Linked DNA regions of Zea mays: region 1 is linked to region 2. Evidence: chromatin contacts called from public Hi-C data. All regions are on one chromosome and are shown on one strand. Each heading gives the region's core, a stretch centred on a gene start, on an enhancer-like site or on the middle of the called end of the contact. The rest is flanking DNA. Distances are from core to core; before and after follow the strand shown. Region 1 holds the start of LOC100284375 (30S ribosomal protein S6-like). Region 2 holds the start of LOC100381433 (Boron transporter 1).

Region 1 (6,683 bases), core at 144-2,643, 520 kb after region 2:
GTGTGCTCTGCTGCTACTGTGATTAGTTTTACATTGCTTGCTATTGATAGTTAGGGCTAGATATAGAGTCAACTCGGCTCAGCTTGGTCGAGCTTGAGTTGGCCCATTAAGGTAACAAGATTTCTCGACATGGCCCGCTAGAAAATCGATCCAGAGAATCAGCTTGGCTCATTTGTGAGCTTGAGCAGGCTCGTTTAGCTTGCGAGCCAAAAAAAAGATACACATATATACAATAATAAAATATTAGTTAATTCTAGACCAATTTAACGCTAGAAAAGAGTATTAATACTCATAATTTCATATACCACATCAACCCAACACCAAACGCTCGTCAGCTCGCTCGGCTCATGGTTAGCTCGACTCAGATCTGACTCGACTTTGTTTCAATTTTATCATGAGCTGAGCTAGCATCTTAGCTCGGTTTGTTAAGGAGTTAGCTCGAGCCAGCTCGTCATCTCGAACGAGCTAGTATTTGTCAGCAAAACAAAGTCTCCACTTGTGTTGGATAAACTAATAAGTGATGATCTGTGTTAATTTGGTGTTGAATTGATGTTATATATAAAATTGTTAGTACTAATACTCTTTTAGTGTTAAATTGGTCTAAAATTAATTAACAATTGATTATATTGTTGTATATATACATATATTGTTTTTGTTGTTGTGACTCACGAACTAAACGAGTTGAGTCGAGTCGAGCTGATTCTCTGGCTTGATTCCTTAACGAGTCGAGCTAGCTTGATATCCAGCACTACTTATTAGTTTATCCAATATAAGTGCATGTGTTATTTTGCTAACAGATGGTTGCTCATTCGAGCTATTGAGCTAGCTCGAGCTCGGTTTAAGCTGGCTCGCTAACAAATCAAGATGATATGTTAGCTTAGCTTATGATAAAATTGAAATAGAGTCGAGCGAGCTTACAAATCATAAGTATTTTGTCTAGCTCTACTGACGACTTATTTAAAGCCTAATAAAACACATCAAACTGCGTTCTTCTGTTTATGCGCGAGCCGAGTTTGCTTAGCTTTAGTTATCACTTTTTAAACTTTATTGTTGTGATATTCGCATTATAAAATATAATTTGTTTTATATTAATATTATGTATTGGTTGTTAACATAACATTATAAGGCATTAAGATCGATAATAATATATATATTATTCATTTTAATATAATCTTCGTACTCTAATACGAACATTACGCCCGTCCGCCACAACATGAAATTTATTATACTAGAAAAAGCTCGACAGAGAAGGTCAAAACGAAGAGGATGACGAGAGGAGTACAGGTCGGGCCTTCAGCTAGGATCAAAAAACGATGGACGCACACTTGAAGGCCCAAATTTCATCTCATTTAGATGAAGGCCCAAATATCACCTTATCCTTCTCCTCGCCCGCATTTCATTTCGTTCGGCGTCCCCACACGGCCACACCGGAAAAAAGACCCCGGCAAGAACCTCGCTCTCCGGCGTCTCCGGCCAATACCCATGGAGGCCACCGCAGTGCCGAGGGCTCTGTTCCTATTCGGGACATCGCCGGCGCCGTATCGTATGCGTATGAACTGCTTGCGCGTAGCTATTGGAGGAGATGTGAGGCGGCAGGGGGCCGTGGCAGTGTGGGCGAAGAAGAAGAGGGGGAGGGGGCGGGATAGCGAGACGGAGGAACGGGTGGACACGCACAGCTTCACCCCCAAGCCGGGCGAGGCTGCCGGGCTGTTCCCCGAGGCCGTCCTGCTTAGAAAGGTTCGGTCCTTTTTTTGTAACTTTGTTCATCCATTCCCTGATAGGCTGCCTCTAGGTGCTTCTATCTAGTGTTCAAGCCTGGGAGATGAGAATAAGGACATAGTTGCTTCCGTGTTTCTGCTTGTAGATGCTTCCCTGAGTGCAATGGTTTTAGACTTTTAGTAAATGACTCGGCAGCAGCCATTACCTGAATGCAATATGTGTAAGCAGGCCTTCTTATTGCGAATGGTGGATATGAGATTTTTTTAGGAATATTCTAGTGTTATATGCTTGTATAGTTGCGTCTGTGTGTAAACCTCTACAGTGCTTTAGTTTTCTTGTATAGTAACCATTGCCAATCAATACCATCTTCTATTCATGACAACAGGGACATTTTCCTATAGAACTGAAATTTATGGAACGAGCACTTAGTAGTTTCCCACTAGAGGGAACAGGAAATAGAAAATAAAATGGTGAAATCTTCCCAAGGCAAATGAAAATTATGGATTTGGTCAGTTGTGGTAGAAACAGGAGATTCTTTTAAGCTTTATATAGGGAAGCTTGAAAGCTATTGCAATAGGCTTAATAACTACATGCTTTTTATTCTTGTTGTTTTGTAGAAAATGGTGAGAGAGGATGGTCAAGTGTCACCAGAATTTGCTGATGCAGACGAAGGTTCGCTTTTCTGCTATAAAGTTTTTTAGATGTCCATTTTGGTACCGTAAAGATCCTTTTTATGGTTCATGTGAATATTATTATCATTCTAATCCTTTTTTGCAGAAAAGCTGTATGATTTTCTTAATATTGAGCTAGAAAGTGATTTAAATCTGAAAAGAAGTAAGAGCTCTTTTCTTTCCTCTTATGTCCAGCTATTGTTTTCTATTTTGGCATCGCTTGCTGTTCATTTGTGCTGGCTTTCTAAGTTCAGTTTGAACTTCATCCTTTTACAGTGCGGCACTATGAAGTAGTTTATCTAATTCATGAGGACCGTGTTGAAGAAGTTGAAAATGTTGTATCAAAAGTACAAGGTATGTCTATCAACACTCAGACATCACTTGTGTGGTGGTGACTTTTTTTAGCACGCTGTAGTTCTCTCTCTCTCTCTCTCTCTCTCTCTCTAATATACTAACTAAATGAGTTAATCTTAACCACCTAGAGCTAGAGGAAAACTAAGGTACTTATATGTCATGTTCTGCCTGTAGGTTAGGCACTCTTATAATAAGGCCTTTTCCTGCTAGACTTGCTAGTGTTATCTGATTTGCTTTTGCTGCCTTTGTGCTTCCCATCCTTATGTGCAATCTCTAGGCCAGGAAGGAAAATGTTGTTTTTCTATTCCTTGCTGTTTTGCTGTACGTGTTTCTATTATATTTGCTTCAATCAGCCAATATACCTGAGCTTATCTCTTTTTTTTTACATTTTATGAAATAGTCTAACAGTTGGTAAATATACTACTGAAGAGTTAACATACAACTATTTTTTTTGTTCCCTTGTAGATTTTATCAGGGAGAAGAAAGGAAGGATATGGAGGCTTAACAATTGGGGGCTGCGCAGGCTTGCTTACAAAATAAAGAAAGCAACACATGCCAATTACATTTTAATGAACTTTGAGATAGAGTCAAGATACATCAATGACTTCAAGACCCTGCTAGACAAGGATGAGAGGATCATCAGACATCTGGTTATGAAACGGGATGAGGCAATTACTGAAGATTGCCCTCCCCCACCAGTATTTCACACTCTGCGAGCTCAACAATATTTTGATGATGAATATGAAGATGAGGGGGAAGAGGAAGAGGATGAGGATGCTAGGAGTGAGCCAAAGTCTGCCAATTATGATGAGGATGATGTTGAAGCTGATGATGAGCCTGAAATTATTTATGTCGATGAAGCTGATGAGGATAATTACGAAGACACTAGAAGAAGGAACACAAAGCTAAAGGTGAAGAAGTATACATCAGAGAAGGTATTGAGGCAGCATTAGTGTATGGTTTTCCACTTAGTTTAAGTCTTTTTAGCTCTTATAGAAAGGACTATCTGTGTCTGTATGATGAGGAAGTTTCACTTAGGTGTTTTTTTCTGATGCCAAGGACCACTGCATGATAATGAGATAGGTATATGTGCTATGGTTGGTACAGCCCTTGTAAATGCTTTCTTTAGTGCACCTTTGTTTTTGTGCAACTTTATTTTCCAAGGAAACCAAAAGCTTAAATACTATATTATTAGTTTGAATACAGCCTTCTCGGACTGCAAATAAGGTATGAGTACACGCAAAGACCCCAAAGATGCTTGCCTCAGCCATTCAGCAGGAGCGGGGGTTGTGTGAATCTTGTAGCATTCCCAGGGGTAACTTGTTGGAAGCAACCCTTTGGTTTCTGCTTTAAATTTGTGCATGCATCAAGTATTTGGAGCATAAAAGCTCCTCCAATTTTGTTGATCTGCAAGTTGTTGGCAGGCTTCTCTTTTTTTGTTCATTTCTCTTTATTTTAGAAGGCTAACTTCATGTGTGTGCAAGTTTTGTATTTGGTTGGAGAGTCCGTGTTTCTTTTGTTGACGACCGAACATGCTAGATTCATTTTATTACACCAAATATATCAGCACCTCATCACTAGTTCAGCGGGTTTGTTGACGTGTACTTGACTAGTTTTTGAAGCCAGAGAGCAGGGGCTAGTATTCCAAACATTTTTTGAAGGAATGGAATTGACCCAGTTTTAAGGAAAACCGGGTCCAAAGCCTACATAGAGCACACGGTAGAAAAACCAGCGAACGCCGTAACAAACAACCTAGACAACGACAACCCCCGCACACAAACATCTAGAGTCATCGTTGCCAAGCTCAAACACAAGAGATGAGCAGCTTCGACTTCCCAAGACGAGCCACACACTGCCAAAGAAGCAACTCGACAACGCTTACATCCAGACACCGACGCAAGGAATAAGACCGTGGCACGCCATCGTTTCCAAACATTATTTATTGGAGGAACTTGTACTATTATGTACTGACAAAACATGACCGCGTTGCCAACTTGATTCAGGTCATGTGATGACAAGGAATGATGGTTGCGAGGGGACCTTGCACAAACTTCATCAATGATCAAGCACTAAGGAATGTTCAGGACTGTTTTGTATTAATTGCCTCACAAGTTTCTATCAAATGATCAACAACTAGCATTTAGTTCGGGAATCTTGCTCGCTTCTCAGCTAACTTGTAGCATTTCACCTGCAAGTCTTGAGGTAATCATGCATCTGATCTGCTATTATTGGAGGAAACTCCTTGATTGATCAGCCTATCGTCACCACTTTATTTCGCATGTTTCAGATTACCACACCAACGGGCTTTTTTTTTTTTTGCCATCTCGGATTTTTTTAATGTGATGGCTTGTGTTCGCTTGTTTTACATCTGGCAGCTCCATATTTCTGCTACTTCTTTTCTTAAAAAAAATAAAGAATTATGGCCACCTCATTTTCTTCTACCATAATTTGCTTTATGTTTCATTTAGTTGGGTTTCAGATGATATCGTGATCAGCTGTGTATACTATAGCCCAGGACTTGTAATCTGTACCTCGCTGCTTGAGTCCATCATAAATATGGTCTGCTAGTAATTAGAGGAATCTTCGCGATTGATCTGCCTGTTATCTCGCTGTAATCTACTTCATGTCGTTGTAGGGTCCATTTCATGACTGATCGGCCTAAACGTTTCTCAATCAGTGTACTGCTAGACATGGTACACGCTCCTATGTCTCCAATCAGACATTGTGGCTATGATCCGGTGGCATTTATCGTCGCCAGCCATTGCTGGTTGCTGGCTGTATCGCGCTGCTGGTTTCCACAATGTTTAGTGGATTGTGTGTTGGCTTGCCCTCTACTGGCTGTACACATTTGTTCTTGATTTTGATTGAAGCCGCCGTTGGCACGCGTAGTCGGTAACCTGATGTTCCAGTTTTGTCGCCTGACAAACTGAAACACAGACGACGTATGTGTGAAAAACAACAAGAGATGTAAATGTTTGTGTTCACCTGTTCCAAACTTATGAAGCTTTTCACTGCCTTTCCATCGAGAGCTGTGATGGATCGATCTGAACCCGTCGTACCTCCTTAGGCCTTGTTCGTTTCTGCCGGATTGATGGGTCGGAACGATTTCTAACCGGATTACTTCTCTAATTTATATAAACTTTGATTAGGTGGAACGATTCCGGGTGCAATCCGATGGAAACGAACAAGACCTTAAGCATCTCGTTAAGCATCGTAGGTAGTTTCTTTCTGACTTCGCACAGAGGATTCAGTTGGATCGCTTCTCCTACGAATCAAAGCTGTTTCCCTCATCGTGATGTGCTTAGATTCTTGTATTACACTACTAACTAGCTGTTTCTCACGAACTAGAAACTGACTGCTGTCTCTGTTAGTTTAACTTTCAGTTTTGCTGGATCACGTGTTTGCTGGTTTCAATTCAGGCCTTCAACAGTTGGTCCCTCAACTAAAGTTCGTCCATTGCTTATCATTCTAAACGCACGAGACTACTATAAAGCATCAGTTTCAGTCACTTCACACTGGTGTCGTGCGCCACTCCTTCCCTTCCGTTCACCACTCTATGCACTCTACATTTAAATGATAAAACTTTAGAACTATACATAAATGAGAATTCAACTATGGTTGTTGGCTCTAAACCTAAATTCACACTCAGTCAACCAACAGAACAAGTATAGCGTCTTTATGTTCTACACTCTAGTCAAGCATAAATGGAAACCATAGTAATGCACGACGCATAGAGAGAGGAAGAGACACGACGCGTGCGTGCAATGGTCGTGCAAGAACAAGAGAAAAGATCAACCTAAATTCTAGGTCTTCAAGCATGGAACACAATTACTCATGCATTAGGCAAGATATTACACCACTGTTTCACTCACCATTATAGTAGCATTCAATTTTTTTTTACCATATATTAGGCACAAGGGCGTGAAAGTTGGATTTGAG
Region 2 (6,648 bases), core at 2,564-5,063:
CTCTAGTGATCCAATCAACAAACACTTAATCATGGAGGCAGGTCGCTCAAATTACCTGTTTGCAAGTACCCAGTTTTTAAGAAACGGGTTTATACAAATTGGTGCACTTCCAAACATGTCAGTGAGTTTCTAAAACCGATTTTTGCTTAATAAATTACGTATTTCCCTTAGAGCATCTCCAACATTGTGACTTATAAAAATACCCTATAATTTAAAAATGAGTATATTTTATAGGATTTAGGGCACTAACAAAATATTCTGCTCCAACAGTGAAGCCCCAAATCTAGATTATTGGGCACCCCACTAAGATGTACTCCCTCCATCCTAAATTATAATCCGTTTGACTTTTTTTGCCACATTTGACAGTCTCATCCTATTCAATTTTTTTGCGAAAAATAAAAAATTCAAAGCCACATTTAAAGTATATTATATGCTAAACAATATCACAACAAAAATTAACAACAGTTATGAATATTTTTGAATAAGACGAGCCGGTCAAATTTTGGGTAAAAAATTCAAACGAATTATAAATTGGAATAAGGGAGTATAAAATAGTTTCGCATAGTTGTTTTTCAGCTCATCCGTCAAACATGCCCTTTTGAAATAGCTTCTTCCTAAGACTATATCTCTCTAGCAATTTATTCATCCTTATTTCACATTCCAAACTATACTCTATAAACACTGCAATCTGCAATACAAAACAGTATTTTACATGACCATATATGCACGATCTGCTGGCCATAGCCTAAAAGTTGTTTTCAGCTTCTCTCATATAGTCATATGCATAAGAAGCCTAGTGAAACTGGAAACACTAGTTTTTTTCAACTCTCTCTTGCCATCTTCTCTAAGAAGATGTTTTAGTAAATGTTTTAAAAAAAACAGTTTTAGCTTCACTTGGTCAAAGAACTGCTTAACTAGTGAAGCTCTAAGATATACAAAACAAACCCCCACATACGTGTAGGTAGAGGCAGTTGGATGATCTTCTAGTCTAGTAGAAAAGACTGGACAGTTTGGACGTTCTGTACTTATGTTACTTTCAAGATGAGCTCCTCGGGTTCCTGCTTACATTTTAAATAATCAACAGCCACTCACCTAGACCTAGCTCACGCCGGAAGTGCAGGTGCAACTGTTGCAAGAGCCTCACTGTAGCACCGCCTAGCCTGTGACCACACTCACTTGTCATGTCCCAAAAAAAACATGCATATTAACCACACTGTCAACGAAATCTTACCAGATTAATTAGCCGCATCGAACGGAACTTGTCATGACCTACCTTTTCAAGCAGGATTTGTGCTTCCACATCATCTTGGGCATTAATTAAGCTCTTGTAAATTGGAGAACACAAGCTCCATCTAATCCGGGAGACATTCATTTGGTTGGAGAAGCAGAAGTGCAGAACTGGCGGCATGGCCAATTAGACAAACATTCGTCAGATAACACCAGACCAAAGCAACAGTAAGAAAGATGCTGCCTCTTGCTAATTAAATACTACCTCCGCCAAGACAACAATCGTGCATGTTGCATTGGGACAAAGGTAAGGTCAACTCTTGTTCTTCTGGTACCCCAGCTGAAGCCTGAAGCAAACCTCAGATTTCTTGGGTTCCTGGTTTCTTGTTTTATGGGAAGATTCCACAGCACACATGACACCGGATGCAGGTCTCAAGGAACGCCGTCACCTTGTACAAGCACCGTATTATTAGGGAGAAAAAAGATTAATAATTCATGTGCACATCACACTGATGGCAACTTGAGGCTGATCATGTAGCAGATAACAGGTGGATCATCTTACTAGTATGATATAATAGCCTCTACTTTATTTTGTTTCAGCCTGGATACTACTATCTCCATGCATGCATGTGGAAGGAACTTGCACTAAATTTGCAGTTTACATTAACTGCAGCAGGTGTGGTAAAGAATGTTTAGGGTTTAGAACATTGGTGGTCAATCCTAGAGATGTCATCCACCATTTGGAGGTACTCCCTCTGTAAGAAAAAAAAATATAATACGGTGCCATTTAAAGTGGTTTACGTTTGGCTAAATTTCTAATGAATTGTATTCATATTTATGGCTCTGAATCAACTATGAAAATGTATTTTACAATTAATCTAATACTCTATCTATACTATACTTAAAGCACCAGTTTCAACGGTCGTCGCGCGTCATCTTTTTACAAATAACCCCTCACAGCTATTTTAAATTAATCCGTTGCACGCCTATAAATGGCCAAACGGCGGCCCGGCACGGGCCAGACGCGCGCGGGCCACAACTCTGGCCCAGGCACGTCATGCCGGCCTGCTGACTGTTCCGAGCCAGCCCGTTAGTCCGTCGGCCCATTTGATTAAATTAGCGTAAAAATGTTAAAATATAGTGCAGGAGATGGGATTCAAACTCATGCCCTAATGAAAGAAGGGTAGGAGACACTAGGTAAAGTTATCTAACCAATAGAATATCATGCTCAAATGTTTTTAATATTGAATATAAATTATATATATCTATATACGTTTTTTGTAAAATAAAAATATATAATCGTGTCGAGCCGGACCAGCACTACGGGCCGAGGCTACAGCCCAAGCACGGCACGACGTTCTTGGCTCTTGCAAGCATTAGGTCGTTTCTGAGACCACATTGACGCAATGGACTTCATGGTGTTTGATGTTGCTGAATTGGATGGAGCAACAATAATTTGTCACAATAACAGTAAAATGAAAGGTTATTTATTGGTTTTAAATGTTAGTAATTGCTACAAAGTAGCATAATTTATATGGAGCGCATCCAGTTTTTATTGATGCCTGACTTTAGCAAACACTTCATATTTTGATCTATCTTTTTATAAGTTTGAGTTTATGTGACTTATTTTAGAAACTTGAGCTCACAAACTTTCTCTTATTTGGTCTCTGTATTGTGGAATTATGTCATTTTACAATCTTTGTTTGTTCAGTCAGTCGTTGTGAACTTTCTTCTAATCGCTCACTTCATTGACCGTGTTGTACCAAGACATATTGGATGGAGTAAATAATAACATCGGTTAGCTAAATCAAAAAATATTATATGGAGAGCGGATACGATCAATAAAAAATCTTAAATTTTTTTGTTGATAAGATATATAGGTATTGTTATAAGCCGTCGCAACGCACGGGCAACCGACTAGTCTGTGTTAAAATATTAGTCGTCGTAGCAGTTAAATTTTATTATGTATATGTTCAACCAGATGTCAATAAATCTAGATATATATATAAAACACATATATTAAATATGGTATAAATCTATCAAAATACTAAAATAACTAATATTTAGTAATATTTATTTGGTAATAGCGAAGCTCGTTGGGTCCTTCTCTTCCCCTGGACAGCAGACAGCTGAGCCAGAGCTGCCCTGGCATTCTGGCCCTGCCTTGCCATCCGAGTGAACAAAACCAAAAAATTATTATTTGTCCTCTTGCTGACCACCCCCCCCCCCCCCCCCCCCCCCCCTCCCCCGGTTTTCCTTTTCCTTCTGAACTTAACAATACAGTGGTAGATAAAATAAAATTAGCTCCGACACTTGCTGCAGCAGTTACATGATCACAAAGCCCACCAGTGACACACCCCACTGGAGCCCTCTTGTGCTTTTGCTTTGCGTGCGCAGAGCTCAGCATTCAGCAAGACTCGCTGCAACAGTTCTCGAGCAATGCATTTTTTTTCCTCAGATAACTTTTTTGCTTTAAATTTTTTTCTACCAAGATTTCTCTTTGTGAATTGACAGTGGTGTGCCCCTCCCCTGCCACTTCCTATATATCTGCCCTCTATCGCAACTCCGTTGCTCTGTAGCGGTTACCTCCCTTTCGCTCTACTGCTCTCTCTCTCTCTCTGGACCTTGCCGTTCTCTCCCTCGTCGGCAATCAGCCCGCTTCCTGTGCTCTCTATGCTCCCCTTCCGTTCGTAGCCTCGGCCTTCGTCTCCCTCCATGGACCCGCGCTAAATGCATCGCGAGATTCCAAACCGGTAGCGTTTCTTCCTGCTCCATCCGCCGCAAGATGTAAGCAAGGGCCTCACTTCACACCCGGAGTGGGAGACCATCCAGAATACATCCTCAGATCTTCTTGTGTCTGAGAAAAAAGCGACGCCCTTCAATGGAGGAGAGCTTCGTGCCCTTGCGGGGCATCAAGAACGACCTCCACGGGAGGCTCGCCTGCTACAAGCAGGACTGGGCCGGAGGGTTCCGTGCCGGTATCAGGTAAGGCTAATCTAATCTTTGCTCGCAACAATCTTGCATTGTGCTGTTTAGGATTACAAGTTCGGTATCACCACTATGGCGCCAAAACCTTGAAACTGGCTGCGATGTCCTTCTGTTGCTGTTCTCAAGTTTGTTTGTTCTTGCCTGCCCCCAAGATCTTGAATGAAAAGGAGTGCTTTTTTGGGAGTGTTTCAGGATCCTGGCGCCGACGACCTACATATTCTTCGCGTCCGCGATACCGGTCATATCGTTCGGGGAGCAATTGGAGAGGAACACTGGTAAATAAAACAGGGGGATTCAAAACTTGTACTTGGTGGCGTTAGTTTCAGTCAGTACAGTGGGTGAGCAGAGGAGCTTATTTTGTGAGCAGATGGAGTCCTCACGGCAGTGCAGACGTTGGCATCCACTGCGCTGTGCGGCGTAATCCACTCCATCGTGGGAGGGCAGCCGCTGCTGATCCTGGGAGTCGCCGAACCGACGGTGCTCATGTACACATTCATGTTCAGCTTCGCCAAGGACAGGCCCGACCTCGGGCGGAGTCTGTTCCTGGCCTGGACCGGTTGGTAGGTCATCCTTGCTGTGTGTGCTGGCTGAGAATTCTATTGCAGATTTGGACGTTGTTTCAGCTGATCCTTGCCGTGTGTCATGTACGCGTGCAGGGTTTGCGTGTGGACTGCCATCCTACTCTTCTTGCTGGCCATACTAGGCGCGTGCTCCATCATCAACCGGTTCACCCGCGTCGCTGGCGAGCTGTTTGGGCTTCTGATCGCTATGCTCTTCATGCAGCAGGCTATCAAGGTTGGTGAAAGCTGCAGGGCTTTTCGGTTTCAAGCCATTTGCTGCTTAACCTTATGCTGATGCAGAAACTTTTTTAAGGCAAACTCCAGTTACCTTGCCTCTCCAGATTGCATAGTACTCCAGTCAGTCTGAATGCAACTAACTAGTGGAGAATCGAGTAGGTTGGTCAAAGGCATGTGCAAGTGCTGAAAAGCACATGGAAGCCAATGGAGATGTGAAGGTGTCTCCAGCTTCTGCTTTTGTGCCATTGGTCACTACTGCAACCAAATATTTCAGTGTTCTCGGTTTGGAACAGAAGTAGATAAAATTAAGAATGCTTCTTTATAAAATAAATGGTGTTTTTCTGGAAAAAATGTTCCTTAGAAATATTTTAAAAATGTCATAAATTCATATGTACCAAAGTAATTTGCAAGTTGACTTCTCTGTGGCCATCTGGATGTGTAAGCTCACCAGTCTGTGATGGGCACAGGGACTTATCGATGAGTTCCGCATTCCTGAGAGGGAAGACCGAAAGGCGCTAGAGTTTGTTCCATCATGGCGGTTTGCCAACGGAATGTTTGCAATTGTGTTGTCGTTTGGCCTTTTACTCACTGCCCTGAGGAGCAGGAAGGCACGGTCATGGCGCTATGGAGCAGGTATGCATCTGAAAACTGAACCTGTCCTGCAGATGCTATGAGAACTATATATAACTCTCTCCCTTGATCCTTTGTGTTGCTTATGACTGTGAAAGTGTGAAGCACCTCACTTAGTCCAATACCAAATTTCTGATGATAATACTCTTATACCTAGGTTGGCTGCGTGGCTTCATCGCTGACTATGGTGTTCCACTGATGGTGCTAGTTTGGACTGGAGTGTCTTACATACCATATGGAAATGTACCAAAAGCAATTCCGCGACGCCTTTTCAGTCCTAATCCATGGTCCCCTGGTGCATACGATAACTGGACAGTCATCAAGGTACTCAAACATTCACAGAAGGATTCTAAAATATTGTTTTTATTGATGTGAAACATCGTTGCTTATCGATTATTTTTTTCGACATAAACCAAATGAGCAGGATATGACACAAGTTCCACTCCTCTACATCATTGGTGCCTTCATACCAGCAACAATGATTGCTGTTCTCTACTACTTCGATCATAGCGTTGCATCTCAGCTTGCTCAGCAGAAAGAGTTCAATTTGAGGAAACCTCCATCCTTCCACTATGATTTGCTTCTCTTAGGCTTCCTGGTATGCCCAGATGTGCATAATTCTAATTCTTGAGTACTAAGTTTTGGTGTTTTCTATACATTTCAATAACATCAGTGTTTGAACAATAGACGTTAATGTGTGGCCTTATTGGTATCCCTCCATCAAATGGTGTCATTCCACAATCACCCATGCACACGAAGAGTTTGGCTACTCTCAAGCATCAGGTGAGTTATGGAAGTTTTTAAATAGTACTTCAGAATACCATCTGGATATCTGATTTCTCACTCAAATGGCAAGCATTTCTGTTCAGCTGCTTCGTAACCGGCTAGTAGCCACTGCACGAAAGAGCATGAGCCAGAATGCGAGCTTGAGCCAACTGTATGGCAGCATGCAGGATGCTTATCAGCAGATGCAGACACCACTGGTTTATCAGCAACAGTCTGTCAG

Evidence for each region. A called contact is a pair of places that touch in the nucleus more often than the background predicts.
Region 1: a Hi-C map of endosperm shows a contact between it and region 2, with 2.6 times the contacts expected there. The contact joins the promoter of LOC100284375 here to the promoter of LOC100381433 in region 2. A contact is called at or near these places in 3 of 25 Hi-C or Micro-C datasets (ear, endosperm and tassel).

Annotation. Positions count from the first base shown.
Region 1 is chr3:130,136,640-130,143,322 of Zm-B73-REFERENCE-NAM-5.0, forward strand. It overlaps LOC100284375 (30S ribosomal protein S6-like), which reads left to right and starts at 1,394. Exons shown (of 5, transcript NM_001157270.2): 1 at 1,394-1,737; 2 at 2,337-2,391; 3 at 2,497-2,553; 4 at 2,667-2,744; 5 at 3,210-3,980. The coding sequence starts at 1,483. The coding sequence ends at 3,697.
Region 2 is chr3:129,609,767-129,616,414 of Zm-B73-REFERENCE-NAM-5.0, forward strand. It overlaps LOC100381433 (Boron transporter 1), which reads left to right and starts at 3,814. Exons shown (of 12, transcript NM_001174274.1): 1 at 3,814-4,212; 2 at 4,408-4,490; 3 at 4,583-4,775; 4 at 4,872-5,010; 5 at 5,480-5,645; 6 at 5,800-5,966; 7 at 6,067-6,240; 8 at 6,330-6,425; 9 at 6,512-6,648. The coding sequence starts at 4,109.